2 separate regions of the Mus musculus genome follow, and region 1 is linked to region 2. Evidence: chromatin contacts called from public Hi-C data. All regions are on one chromosome and are shown on one strand. Each heading gives the region's core, a stretch centred on a gene start, on an enhancer-like site or on the middle of the called end of the contact. The rest is flanking DNA. Distances are from core to core; before and after follow the strand shown. Region 1 has its middle 78 kb from the start of Rwdd3. Region 2 overlaps Dpyd (dihydropyrimidine dehydrogenase).

Region 1 (4,260 bases), core at 606-3,105, 2.4 Mb after region 2:
TTGAATGTACCTTTATACCTCTTTTTATATAAACCATACCTCTTAGGGTAAATATCAGAGTGGACGGAATTTCACATCACATTCCTGGGACTACAGGTCCTTACAGAGCAGGTAATGAAATGAGATGGTTGCCAGGATCCCCAATCCCTTCAACCACAAAATCATTACATAACTCAGTTAAGAAAAACACCCTTTTTTGAAAACTTGGAAAGTCGTAAGAATAAGATTTGCGTTTCTGGTAAATCTGTTTCTTCAGATGGGTTATCGCTTTACAATCCCTCAAAGGCTCGTCAAGCAACACACAGCCTTCCTGTGGGACTCACCACCCTGTGGGAAGTCAACCCCCCCCCACTCTCCTTATCTCCCACCTGGGCAAGCAAGGGAACAAGTATAGAGTCAGGAGACACATAGAGCAGACTGGCTGGATTGCTGTCCCTCCAAAGTTTTACATAAACTGCCAGAGAATGAGACTGCTGTTCAGACAAGAGTAAAATAAAGTCTACATATTTATTTCAGGCAGAGCTGACAACATTCCAAGGTAGTTTCTGTAAAAGAGACCCATTTATTTCCAATGGACATTTGATACACAGGCCTTGGTTGATACCTTGTGATGTCATGGCAGCAGGACTTCCTTAGTGTCCCTCAGGAGAACATATGGAACCTAAGTGAACTGAAATATAAGTAATTGCCTACTTGGCTTTCCATGATGCTTCATTCAGAGTTTCATCACTGGTGATGAACTTGTTTAGCAGGCAGCTTCCCAGACTAAGAGTTTCTGCTTTCATTTCTTCACTGTTACAATAGGGCATTGGAAGAAGGGCCCCAGAGCAATGGTTAACCTGGGTGAAACTACTCGAGAGGATCAGATGTAGATCATCAGCATGGGGGGTCCTCTAGGAAAGTAGTTCTAGAATTTCTTAGAATCATAATGGTGGACCAATACTCAAGAATCAGTCTCATGCCTGCTAGAGAATTGGTGGGCACAGGTATGGAGAGGGAACGCTTCGTCACGAGGAATGATGAAAATGCAAGTGGTTTTGAGAAGAACAACCATGTACATTAGAATATAAGAAAGCAGATCCCGTTCCAGTTAACATTCTGAAAGCTGAATGCGTATAGTCCCCCAGAGATGAAGCAGTCACTGTGTAAGCTTTGTGCCATGCACTGAAACTTTGACTGTAGAGGAATATTGGAGGAGTCTGTCTTCAGCTCTCATGACTCACTCTTCCTAGTTTCCTTATCTTTCCACCCTCCCTTGGTTACTCAAGTCCAGATTGTTGAGTGAGGACCAATACTGCTCAAGGTCCTACGCATTCTCTATCTCAGTGCCATGATGGAAAGGAGCTATGATGGAAAGGGTTAATGGGATTCACCTCCCTTGGCCAGGTGCCTGCTCTGGGTGCCATAAAGTCTGAAATGGCTTGCTAGTTTGTTTATGTCCTTTCCTCCTCCCGCTCCCCCCCCCAAAAAAAATCATCTCCTACTCTCAAAATTATATTCATCTTTCTGCCTGCAATTTAAACCTCACTTCCTTCCCTGAAGGGTTCTTTCATGTGAGAGGTACAGCTATCTTAACATTCCCACCCAGGGAGGAGGGAACAGTCCTCATGTCAGCCTGAGGGCAGGAATAACGGCTCAGATCTGTTAGCACACCATTTATTGCACACAGCACTGAATGGCAGTGTGTGTAACCCACTATGATATTAGAAAGGTTTAGAGGATAGTATGATGCCAGGCATGTTCCACTGGCACATATCTAGTATGATGTCAGCCATGTCCCACTGGCACATATCTAGATCCTTCGTTATAGACGAGTCATTAAGAACAAGGGTTCTAAAACTGATCACTTGAATTCAGATCTCAACACTGCCACCTAGTGCTGGCCTTGAGTAAGATATTTAACCACTCTGGCCTCTGTGGGGACAAGGGCAATGATATTTCTCCCTCATGAGTCTGTTGAGAGGATGACACGGGTTAATGTCCACAAAGCTCTCCCAACGGTACCCGACATACAGTAAACATCCTGTAAGCAGCAGCTATTATATCTGGAAAGAATCGTGGTGGTAAATAAAGACTGAAAATTCATCAATTAGTGTGACATGAGCCACACTCATTCAAGTCTTAAAACAAAACAAAACAAAACGGAGTGTTTTTCGTCAACTCTCTTGTTGCCTGGATGAGGCTTGGGTGGCATCTAGAAGGATGGGACATAGCAAAAGCAATCCTGGCAGTAGGCTCAGTGCTTAGAAGAGGTAGTGGTGCCTACCAGAAGCAACAGTCATCAGAGGGTGGTACTGGAGGCCCCCAGATATCATATCATAACATCATATCAAATATCATAAAGCATGCAAGGTATCAAAGAGTACTGATGTGATGGCAGAAAAAAACAGAGGAGTCTAAGGGGATTGATGACACCCTGTAGACATGGCAATGGTATCAGCAAAGGCAGAGACAAACAGAGGTCAGAGGTCAATGCATGGTGGGCAACACAGGTAAGACATCAGCCTAACTCAGGCCCATGGGAGAAATTTCCTGGGTCCGCAGAAATATGTGGAAGACAGGCTCTGCCGGCATGAAGGATCCTCTGTGAATACAGTACGACAACACCCTCAAACCATCACTTGGGACCTCAGTCACAAGGAAGGGATGTTGAGAAATCATTAAAAGTGTACAGTTTGGATTTGGGGCGTTGCGTTCTGTTCACATGAGCCATGTGCTGAGTATCCATGCTCTGGCGGCTAGAAATACCTGAGAGAGAAAGAGACTCTTCCTCACACCATGCATAGCATCAACCGGATGGGGCACAGACCACAGGTAAGTGAGCAAATGAGTTAATGAGCCTGCTGCTGCCAGAGAGGTGGGAAGACACAGGTACTGATAACTAGCAATGCAATAGAATAAGACAACTTAGACATCATAGCCCCCCCAAAAAAATAGCATCATCCACAGGGAGGGTTCAATGTCAGGACCAAGTTGGGATGAACTGGAGACTGCGCTGGACCCTGAAGTGAGAAAGGCTAGGCAGACAGGAGGAACCAACGGGAGACTAGTAAATCTAAAGACGGAACCAACAAATCGTGGTCTGTAGACCCAGGCAGCCTGCTACCTTTGTAAGTGAGGTGCTGTTGGAGTCCAAGCACACTCATGGCCAGTCATTTGTTCATTCAGTATCTACGGCTGCTCTTGTGCCATGGTAGCAGAGCAGCCTGTGCTGGAGACATGGGTATGGCTCAGGCAGAAGAGTGGCTGCTGTGCAAACATCAGGACCTGAGACCAGTCCCAGAACTCACGTGAAAAACAGACGGGCATGCTCATAATCCCAATGTCTGGGGGGGGGGCTGTTGTGAAATCAAAGGCAGGCAGAAGCCCCAGGGCCTACTTGGTGCATTCCAGGACAAATGAAAGCTCTTTGGGGAGGGACAGAGGGGAGACAGCACCCAAAGAACAATTAAGTTTGTTGGCAAAGACCAGCTTTGGCATCCATGTGGTTGGTAAACTGAGGCAGGCAGCCACTGGGCGTCAGTGCTTAGAGCCGCTGACAGGGGTGGATCCTGACACCTACAAGGGCTGCTACCAAAGGCAGCCAGTGATTAGAGAAGATACTCAGCAGACTTTTAACTGAGGGAACAAAGCTTAGTCTACTGGGGCTGGCACTCTCTGTGTGGCCAGCGGAAAAACTATGAACTCTTTAACTCTTTAGGGCCAGCGAGAAAGAGAAGGAAAGAGAGAAAATTCACATGTGTATACAGAGGGAGAGAGAGAGAGAGAGAGACTGAGTGAATGAATGAAACAAAGGGCAGAATCCAATAACTTCATACACACAAATATATACATACATGCATACAGACAGACCTACAGACACATGCACATCCACACATAGAATGGTTAGAACAAAGCTCCAGAAAGCAGGCTCCAAACATTTCACACATACACACACACATACACACACACATACACACTCGCATGCACACACTCACATTCACACACACACACTCATACTCACATGCACACTCACACTCTCATGTACACTCACACACACAATCACACTCACTCACATGCACTCACACACACATACACACACATACAATTAGTGGGTGGAGCAAGCTCCAACACACACACCCAGATAAATGTTACATATGTACATACATACACATAGTTGACGGATAGGAGGAACAATGTTCTAGCCCTCCACTCACACAAACTTGACACACACGTACTTGATGGATGCCCCATCCCTCATACTTTATTCTTTCTTCCGTA
Region 2 (4,136 bases), core at 380-2,879:
GAAGCCCAGCATGTTGTTTTTATAACTTGGGAAACAAATAATACATTCATAATTAAATTTAATTATTATTTACTTTTCAGTTTGTAAAATTGAAAACAAGAGAAAAAAAAAACCCTACAAAGAACAAAGTACAAAACTATTGTTTTGTGACCTAAATATTTGAAAAATTAAAATAATTACCTATTTAGGCTAAAATTTGATATCAGTTCTATGTTTTTGATACTTATTAAGTTATATACAATTGTTGGTGTAAAGTGTACCATTAAATTATAAGTGTAGCTTATAAATTAAATTTAGTTTTAGAAAATCCAATGTACTGGCAATGGTGTATTTGCTACCTATAAGGTTTATCTGTGATGTTTATCTGGCACTTTTTTTTTCATACTTTGGCCCGCTCCGTTTCGGTACACATTACCCAATTTTGAACTAGATCATTATCATACACACTTATCAATATGATTTTGAACTTACCTTTACAGATTTTTCTCTTTTAAATTTGCATTGGCTTTAACGAATCTGAGATTATTTTAGGAAACTAATTGCTATTCTGAAAAACCCTGGCAGTTTGGCTAGTTTTGTGTGACACTCTTTTTTTTTTTTTTTAACACCTATTTTGAAGAAAGTCTGATGAGAAGATTTCTCCTGCAGCTGCATCATAGGACTGGAGAGTTTGTGGCTGTTGAATTTCACTGTCGATTGTAATGAATCCTACCCAATTAAGCCGCGTGCCTATTTTTCATGAGCCCTTGATCAATACAATCGATTATATTTTTACATAACTGCATAGACGTAATTTCTTTGGTGGGTGTGGGAAATTAATTCACTGTTTTAATGTGTTGCAGACCTGTGAGAAGCTGGAGAGTAATTTTGATGACATCAAGCACACGACTCTTGGTGAGCGAGGAGCTCTCCGAGAAGCAGTGAGGTAAGTCTGGGTCACCATAGCAACAGTCACAGATGTGGTAAAGAAAAAGTCATTCTTCATTATTGGGGGAACAAATGAGTTCATCGCCAGCATTCAGCTCTGTTCTCTAAGGTATTAATTTGTCAGTGGAGAAACTTCCCTTGAGGCTGTACTTTTGGTTTTGAAGCTGCATAAATGTTAAGCCTCAGTGCACAGTAAAAAATGTAAATGTTTAATTTGTTACTTAAAATGCTTACGGGGTGTCTTGTTTTATATTTAGACTAAGTTGTGGGATTGAATGGAAATATTGTTCATCTAAATTCTGCCTGTGAGTTTAAAATAAACATTGTGTAAAGGTAGTCTAGCTGAGTACTATTTCCTAATTAATAATTAATTTGAAAAAGGTTTCTTTTTTCTTCATTTCATCTTCTGTTTTATTTCATTTAAAAAGTATTTTAAAGTGACTTACATTATCTCACAATTCCAAAACATAGAGCTACTTCCACTTGCATGCAAAGCCCTATGAATAACCTTATTTTATTCACTTAACATTTGTATTTTTATTTTCTCAACACTCACTCCAGCCTTGATATCATTTTTTAAATAACCTTTAATGAAGCATCCTTTAAATTCATTTGATCAAAATCAAAGAAAATGTGACCAGGCATTAACAATGTGTGAGCACTAAGCTTGTGATCCTTAGAACAAGGAAGTCACCAACAACAGTAGCACTAAAAGTTCCCAGCTTGAACCATACAGCAGCAGTCTTCTGCATTTATACAATGCAGTGGTATTTTCTTCTTGTTGTTGTTGTACTCATAAAACTAACGTTACTTTAAAAAAATATCTTAAAGTTCGTTATTTAAGATGGCTTTAAGATATAGAAAGTTAAAATACGGGAAACAGGAAATCTAACAGACTGGCTGCTTGCAGGTTTAAACACAATTTTGTTATTGCTTGCACACAGCTACCATATACTTTAGTTTAGAAGCCACTCTCATTTAGCAACATCCCTTTTACCATGCAAGCAGCAGGAGAAAGTAATTAAATTTAATAGAAGCTGCCCTCATTTTGAAGCCACTTCTATTTAAAACCACAGGGGGAGGTAATTAAATTTACAGGAAACAGTAGCTTCTACACAAAGATACATGGTACTTCTGTATAGATGATTATGATGTCACAAAAAGGGGAATAATATATTACTAGTGTGGAGGAGAAATTACCAGCTGGAGCAAGGAAACCTATTTTATTGTTAATGCCTTTACTAATAAAAAAGATGGAAAAATAAAACTGAGTGTGCAATCGAGAATTTGTGTCTGTATAAAATACACTGACAGTCTAAGAAAGTTTGTTATCCAAAATAATTTTAAATTAAAAATTAAAAACAAATTATACTGTAGAAAAGTCTAGGACAGGAATTATGAATGAATTCCTGTTTTTAAATATGTCCTGGATTCTGTACTGAAAACCACGGTGCCACTAAAAATTGAACATGCCATTTATGTAGAGTTTATAATTTTGAATACATGAAATGTGCATACTAATATCTATTTAGAAACCAATTATTTTGGCAATTTAATTTCTATTCATCTTGAAATAAACACGTTGAAAACAGGAAGACAAAGAGGATGCCAGCTCTCATGCTTTTGAATAAAAGAACTGAAGACCAAAACCACAGAGAGAACTGAAAAGGGCCATGTGAATGGATATGGATGTGAATGGGGAAACACAGTGAACACAAGGACTTGTGAGCATTGGAGGAGATCTGTCCTCCAGAAAAACCAAGTCGAGAATTGTAGGAGAGCTGTAGATAAAAAAGATCATTATTAAATTCTGCCAATTTAAAAAATCACTACTATTTATGCCATACAGGGAGATCTTGCTCGTAAAATCAGAATGAATGGATGGGGGTGGGAACACAGCATTAATTACGTAGTTGGGGTGACCTCTGACTACCCATGCAGTGAGTAGGGCAGCAGTCCAGATAATTCAATTCAGAATTTAATCACATGGTGGTGAAATGCACTTGTTTACTTAGGCTGACTATTTTATGTGTCCACCTACACATATGTATGCACACACATTCATGTCTGGACTCACCAGACGCAGTGAAATAATTTAGCAACCGGTAGCATTAGACTGTATAGCATCATGTCGGTGGGCACCTTCTGTTTTTAATACATCAGGGGCTCATTCTTTCACATGAAAATATCTAGACAGAGGAGACCATAGATGGAATTCAAGAAGAAAAAATAATGCATCAGTTCAGAAGAACTGATCACAGAAAACCAATACTAAACACAGGCAATTAATTGAAGAGGATCACAGAGGCTAAAAGACAGTGTTGGAAGTAGAGTAGTATAGAGGAAACAGTGTAGTATAGAGTGGACTGTCAAGGTTTGCTTGAAAAACAGCAAGGCTGTGTTGGAAGACAAGATGAATTTTTTTTTTAACTACAACCATATGTGTAGATAGACTTTTTTGATCAATAATAAGTTTCTTCTATGTCATGAATTCATAAGCAGAAATGGAGCAGTAAGAGTTTTACTGGGACAGTGATAGCACCAAGACCCCAGAACAGGTTTGGGGCAGCATTAGACATTCAGAAATAATTTAGGCAAACATCAGTTAGCAAAGGGACTGATATCGGCAGGCTCTGTGAAAATATTTTTGTTAGACTTTGATGCAGATCAACTTTATATAGAATCTAGTGTTCTGTAAAACAAAAAAGTTAAATATTTCAAGGAATTTTTTTTAGAACTTTTATGGTTTTAATGATAATTTGGGGTGTAAAACTATAATAAACTTACTGTTCTGTGGAGTTAGAGTACAGGGAGAAAGCACCTTGTAGGGATAGAGACCATTATTTGCCTTTTTAAAAAATATTACTTTCAGATCTGTAACACATCAGGTGATGATTACAGACCTGAAGGATACAGGTTGTGCCCTTGAGGAACTAGTCATTCAGTGGAAGTGAAGGGTGGGAAGGTCATATCTCCAGGCTGTATACTTGAGCTCTTCTCTGCTTCCACACACTTAACAGTAGCTCCTTTCTTTATCCTCTGTCAAAGGTTTGGCTTGGCAATGGAAGCATCCTTTTCCCCATCAGGTCATTTCTACACCAGGCCTTCAGTGACTTCAGGTGTCCACGGGGGTACCCTTGAATGTTTAACTAGGGATGGAGGTGGAAAGGGGCTATTCCAGACCTGGCTGGAATTGACAGACTGACCTG

Evidence for each region. Hi-C and Micro-C count contacts between places; a contact is called where the count stands out from the background.
Region 1: a contact with region 2 is called in a Hi-C map of the N1E-115 cell line, with 4 times the contacts expected there. The contact joins two enhancer-like sites. A contact is called at or near these places in 3 of 484 Hi-C or Micro-C datasets (the N1E-115 cell line, embryonic fibroblasts and nephron progenitors).

What each region holds. Positions count from the first base shown.
Region 1 is chr3:121,091,881-121,096,140 of GRCm38.p6, forward strand. No RefSeq gene overlaps it. Among named protein-coding and RNA genes, the nearest start is that of Rwdd3, 78 kb to the right of the region's middle. Within about 2 kb of position 1,856, at least 4 of the 459 cell types and tissues checked have an H3K27ac peak or open chromatin away from gene starts, as enhancers often do. A contact at or near this core is called in the N1E-115 cell line, where this site is marked.
Region 2 is chr3:118,673,647-118,677,782 of GRCm38.p6, forward strand. Dpyd (dihydropyrimidine dehydrogenase) reads left to right here. Exons shown (of 23, transcript NM_170778.3): 3 at 843-925. Among named protein-coding and RNA genes, the nearest start is that of Dpyd, 110 kb to the left of the region's middle. Within about 2 kb of position 1,630, at least 33 of the 459 cell types and tissues checked have an H3K27ac peak or open chromatin away from gene starts, as enhancers often do. A contact at or near this core is called in the N1E-115 cell line, where this site is marked.